2 separate regions of the Canis lupus genome follow, and region 2 is linked to region 1. Evidence: chromatin contacts called from public Hi-C data. All regions are on one chromosome and are shown on one strand. Each heading gives the region's core, a stretch centred on a gene start, on an enhancer-like site or on the middle of the called end of the contact. The rest is flanking DNA. Distances are from core to core; before and after follow the strand shown. Region 1 holds the start of ATP8B2 (phospholipid-transporting ATPase ID). Region 2 holds the start of RPS27 (ribosomal protein S27).

Region 1 (2,809 bases), core at 196-2,695:
CCTCCTCCAGGGGAGCTCACACTACAGGCCTGGGCTTCATTTCCTGAACAGGTCCCCAAACCACTTCCTCTCACTTCCTGGGTCAGCAGAGGGGCCTTGCCCACTGTGCTGGGGAGTCACCCTCTCTCTCCCTCCCCACAAGCCCAGCCCCGCCAGGATGGCAGTAGATACAGGCTCAGGGAGCATCACACAGGTCTTTGTTTTTCCTTCCATCTTACCATGTCCCTTTCACCTAAAAAGGTAAAAGGTCTGGCCTAGGAGACAGGGTCAGAGCCTCATCCCTATTGCCAGCCAGGCCCTGGGTCCTCTTGTCACCTCCTCTTTCTCTGTCTGGGTGAAAAGCCTTCCCCCTCATCTGTTCCCTTGTCCAGGGCCTCCGAGGCACAGCCTGCCAGCCTGTCAGCCCAAAAAGATACTGATTGCCTGTCTGACCAACCTCTATAATTACAGACTCTGGCCACAGCCTGTCACCCACACCAGCCATCCCTTTACTAACTCAGACTCCCTTTCTGAACCCCAGGTCAGGCAGAAAGCCAGAAGTCCTCTTCCTCCCCGACCCTTCCCAACACTGATCTTGCCAAGGGTGCCTGGCTCAGGAGGAAAAAACTTCATCCATGTTTGGGAGATGCCAAGCCCTCCTCCAGGGGCCCTGGCCAGGGTCTCCACCCAGTCTAGAGCATGAGTCACAGCAGGGTGGGGTGTGGAGGAAGAGGCTAAAGGAGAAGATGGGAGGGTGGGCACCACAAGTTCCATAGCCAGCCCCACCCTCCAAAAGAGAGTCCATCAAGAAACACCACCAGCCTGAAGATCTGGGCTTGAGTCCTACGAAAGAATTAATGAAGGGACCACACACACTCTTAGGATTCCCGAGTCTGGACACAGATCAGGAAAGTTGTTTTACTTCTAAGGCCCTGAGGAGAATGAAAGCTGACTTGCTCCCAGAACTCATCCCCTCTGGGGCTCTGGTGGGGAGGGAGCAAGAGTGGGAGACATGGGGGACGGCACTCGCTTCTCCCCAGGCTCCTACAGCCTGGGTTTCTTTAACACTAGGCACACCAGCCACGTTGCCCTGCCCATCACCCGGCCCCAGCCCCCTCTGCAGCCACATTTAGAATAAAAATAGCCGGCTCTGGGAGGAAGGCAGTGCTCCTCCTCTGGCCGGGCCCCCACTCCCTTCCAGCCCGAAGCCTAAGCCGGGAAGACGGACCCCTTCTCCCAGAGAAGGTTGGCAGGTCAAGGGGACGGCAGGAAATGGGATCCCGTACCCCTTCCGTGGTCAGGGTCAGACTCCTCCTGGGGCCCCCTCCAGAGACGCATCCCTCACCCTACAAGTGTCGGGCGGCACTCCCCGCCGCGCCGCCCCCTCCCTTCAGCCCCCCTGCCTCACCTCAGCGCGCGGCGCCGGGCGCCCGCCCCGGCCGCCCCGTCCAGCCCATGCCGGGGGCTGCGGCGGGGGGCGCTCGGCTCGGCTCCCCCGGGCTCCCGCCCCCAGCTGCAGCCCCGCTCCCCCGGGGCTCGGCCCGCTACTTTGTGTCAGTTTCGGCCGCAGCGGGGCGGAAGTGACGGAGTCGGCGGCAGAGGCGGGGGGCGGGCGGGGGCTTTGGGGAGGAGGAGAGGGGGAGGGAAGGAGGGAGCCGCCATCTTTGTGCGGGGCGGGGGATTGGGGGTCTTAACCCTTCCGAGCCGTGGCCCCCGCCCCTCCCGCGGCACCTCCATCCCGGAGCACCTCCACCCCGGGACCCCTCCATCCCGCGGCCCCTGCACCCAGGGGCCCCTCCATCCCACGGCGCTCCACCCAGGGGCCCCTCCATCCCACGGCCCCTCCACCCAGGGGCCCCTCCATCCCACCGCCCCTCCACCCAGGGGCCCCTCCATCCCACCGCCCCTCCACCCAGGGGCCCCTCCATCCCACGGCCCCTTCATCCAGGGGCACCTCCACCCAGGGGCCCCTCCACCTCACCGCACGTCTCCAGTCGGCCAGAGAGTAACGAGCCCAGACGTTTTTTGTTTTTTGTTTTTTTTTTTTAAGTTCATTTACTTAAGTAATCTGCACACCCAACATGGGGCTCCAACTCACGGCCTCCGAGATCAACTGGCAAGTCCTCCGACTGAGCCAGCCGGGCACCCCAAAGGGAGCCCTGGCGCTCTTATTCACTGGAAAGGGTCCCGGGAGGGCGGCCAGGTAGGGGCGTGAGAGCGAGCCTCCCCCGCCCCCCCCGCCCCCCCCCCCCCCCCCCCCCGCGGCCCCAGAGTCAGGGCCTTACTCCTGGGCGCACCGCACCCCTCTCCGGGAGGGATGGCTGGAGCGTCTGGGCACCGGGCTGTGCCTCAGTTCTCCCCCTGCGCTCCCGGTCGTCTCCTCGCCACCTGGGGAGCTGCCCCGCGAGGCTGCGCAGAGGTCTTGGGGCTAGGAGCCCCCCTCACCGAGGCTGCCCGCCCCCCACCCCACCCCGGGCCCCTCCAGGGTGCACCCTTTGGCGGCCACTGGGAGGCTCTTCGTCCGCGGAAGCCATCATTGTCCCAAGACCTGCTGGGGGGGGGGGGGGGGAGCAAGGAGGGCCAGCGGGAGGGGCCTGGCGCGGGGTTACCGCCCCGTCCAAGTATCCTGCCCAGTTCAGGGGAAAGGATGGCTTGAAGAGCGAACTGGTACAGAGAATGTCTTGTCACCAGCCCTGGGTCTCTGGCCCTCTCCAGTGTCCACAAGGGAGATGAGGGCTGCAATGTCAGAATCATAGCTTACACTGAGCGGAGGCAGGAATTTCCAAGTCTGAAGCTTTATGTTGGGCAAACTCTAGATCCTGAGCCGGCT
Region 2 (2,851 bases), core at 221-2,720, 190 kb after region 1:
GTGTTCGGCACTAAAGTGGTGTGGTAGACTGTTTTCAACTAGCGGCTAAAAAATGGAAACGTAAGAGTTAAAGAAAATATCCCATTTATATAGCATCCTATGTTTCTATCAAGTTCCAAAGATTTAGTCAGTGAGCCTAGCTGGATAGCAATGTTCCATATGGATTTAAGTACTTGGCCACTTACTTGCCCCAAATGACTAGCAGTCCACTCTTCTGGGTGCCCCTGAGTACTTGAGTAGGAACTTCCTAGCAGTAAAACAAAGACAATAAACAGGATGTATCCAAAATCTGTTTATTGGGATAGTGTCCCACTCATCTTGATTCAGGGAGCTTTTAGTGCTGCTTCCGCCTGAAGGAGCATCCTGGAAGAAAAAACGGTTCAGAGATTGATAGCAGCCTACTTATCCTGCCACCCCCCAAGAAACGAGCGTGGCTGCTAATCCATCCACAGGAAAACTACATCTTTACTTTCCTCAAAACTTATAGCTACCAAAAAAAAAAAAAAAAAAACTTATAGCTACCACTTCAGCCGTTTATAGCCCTCGCGCTCCCTCATATGAAGCCCCTTTCATCATTACCCAGGTACAGCTTTAGGTTTGTTTTGGATCTAAGGAATGTGTGGTTTCTGGCAATCCTCTTGCGGGAGGGTGGCCGGCGGACTTTACAATCCAACAGCCTGCACGAGGCGGTCTGAGGACACACGACACCCCCCCCCCCCCCGCTCCAAGATTCAAGCCCCAACGACGACGTTCGCTCAGCAGCTCACCTTCTGTAAGCCTTGCTTTTCCTCCCGTGGGCTGGCAGAGGACAGTAGAACAGCCGACACACAGAACTACCGTCTGTGCGTGGCTGAAGACGGTGGTGATTTTGTAGCATCCTGGGAAGAGACGTCAGGAAGCGGGGAGTGAGGACCTTTCAGGCCTTTTCAGGCCCTCCTCGCTGGAGCCCGCTGGGAACCCGCCGCTCTCCTCACCCCCGCCCCGGGACCCTCCCCTCCCCCTCCCCCCCCCTCCCGCGTCGTTCCCCCCTGGCGGCGCCCCTCACCCGGGCACTTAACGTCCATGAAGTAGGAGTTGGGGCTCTGCACCAGGCGCTTCTTCTTGTGCTTCCTCTTCTCCTCTTCCGGGGACGGGTGCAGGAGATCCTTCGCAAGCTACGGGGGCACAAGGTGTGGTCAGAGCAGCAACGGCCCGGGGCAGTAGAGTGGGGAGGAGGAGGAACAGGAGCAAGAAGCAATAGCAGCGGCAGCAACAGCCCGCACCGCTCGGCGTCCGCAGCGGGGCCGCCATCTTATCCCCGCCCCGGGCCGCCCGCCGCCCGCCCCCGGCCGCCCGCGGTCCGCGGCCGGCCCCCACGGCCCGCACCCGGCGGAGGAGCACGCGCGCGCGCGGGAAGCGAGGGCTCCGCCGAGACCCGGGCGGAGGAACTCACGGGCATGTTCTCGTGGGGAGGTCGTCACCGCCGGAAAGGAGCGAAAGCGGAAATCCTGCCGCTTATATCCGCCGTCCGCCGGAAGTGACGCGCGCGCGCGTTCGGCCGCCATGCCGAAGTCCGCGCGCCGCCTGTGGCAGAAACCAGCGCCTTTGGACGGGCTGCTGCGCCGCGACCGTGGGAGCGCGTCCGTAGGGTACGCTGACGAACAGGCGCGCCCCGCCCTGCCTGGGACCTCTCCGCTTCCTTTGCTGTTTTTCCGTGGGTTTACTTTGCCCAGTCAGCACCCCGAAGTGTAAACACGGGAAAAGAAGGCCCGCCTATTTCCCCGCTTCCCCAGCTTGCTGCGAGGTCAGCGGCTGTTTTGTTTTATCCAGTGGTTTTCCTCTAAGTGACGATGACATCAGACGCTGGCGTAGTGCTCGCCCTGGGCGGCTGTGGCGGCCGGACATTGTACATCCGCACCGACACACTTGGAAAGGGCGAGGAGAAAGCAAACCGGGACCGGAGCCACGTCTTGTACAGTCGGGCCCAGCGTCTAGAAGGTCCCTTTGTCACCAGAGGACCGAAGACTTCTCGACGGCGTCTGGGAATGCAAGCAGAGGCGTGTGAACTCGGGTCAGGGGCGTGGAGTGTCGGGTGCAAACACCCGCCCCGCGGCCAGAGTCGAACTTCCAGAGTGACAGCGGCACTGGGAAGAGGGATCTCTGAGGGGCCGGAGTCTGGACAGAAGCACTGTGTGGGTTGACGGACAAAACCCAGGGCCAGACGGAGGGGAGGCATAGTTGCCGGAGCTCCGAGTGAAAGGCAGAGCGTCCGGGGCCGGGTTCAGGAACAGCTATTGTACCCCAGCATCGGTACCGTTTGGAGGGGTGGGCACCACACGCACCACACTCTGGGGATGGAGTCCAGTTCCAAGCAAAATGGAAAAAAAAAAAAAGAAGAATTGCTGGGTTATTGTCAGAATTAATGAAAGTTGAAGAATAAAGGACACTTTGGCTAGTGAGGAGAAATAGCGAAAACTCAAGATTTGTGATACAGCTTGAAGACATGGTGGGAGGTGAGAGAATGGACAAAGTGGGTTCAGTGGTGGTGTCTGAGAAGGGGCAAGCGCCGGCGCGAACGTGACCAGATGAGGGAAGTGTAGTACCAGTACGCTCTACATGAGGACAATTCTGACCCACTGTTAGAAAAGCAAATAGTTTGAACAGTTTTTTTTTTTTTTTCCCAAAAAGCAAAGATAAACTTGTTTCTTTATAGCCATGTTTTCCACTTAAGCTTTTTCCTTGCCTTTTCACAAACCTTTCATGTGGTCCCAAGAGGGCGGCCTCGGGGCTATGTTAAAGATCCATACCTCATCCAAAGAATGAAACCATGGGTCCCTGAGTGGCTCAGTCGGTTAAATATCTCCCTTTCGGC

Evidence for each region. Hi-C and Micro-C count contacts between places; a contact is called where the count stands out from the background.
Region 2: a contact with region 1 is called in a Hi-C map of blood, with 2.0 times the contacts expected there. The contact joins the promoter of RPS27 here to the promoter of ATP8B2 in region 1. A contact is called at or near these places in 2 of 9 Hi-C or Micro-C datasets (both in blood).

The regions. Positions count from the first base shown.
Region 1 is chr7:42,945,114-42,947,922 of UU_Cfam_GSD_1.0, forward strand. It overlaps ATP8B2 (phospholipid-transporting ATPase ID), which reads right to left and starts at 1,446. Exons shown (of 28, transcript XM_038543231.1): 1 at 1,388-1,446. AQP10 (aquaporin-10) reads right to left here. Exons shown (of 4, transcript XM_038543234.1): 4 at 2,476-2,809. The coding sequence ends at 2,730. The region is part of intron 2 of LOC102151891 (a long non-coding RNA gene); the gene reads left to right.
Region 2 is chr7:43,135,745-43,138,595 of UU_Cfam_GSD_1.0, forward strand. It overlaps RPS27 (ribosomal protein S27), which reads right to left and starts at 1,471. Exons shown (of 4, transcript NM_001252286.1): 1 at 1,433-1,471; 2 at 1,046-1,154; 3 at 768-878; 4 at 278-363. The coding sequence starts at 1,438. The coding sequence ends at 335. It overlaps NUP210L (nuclear pore membrane glycoprotein 210-like), which reads left to right. Exons shown (of 39, transcript XM_038543273.1): 39 at 1-15.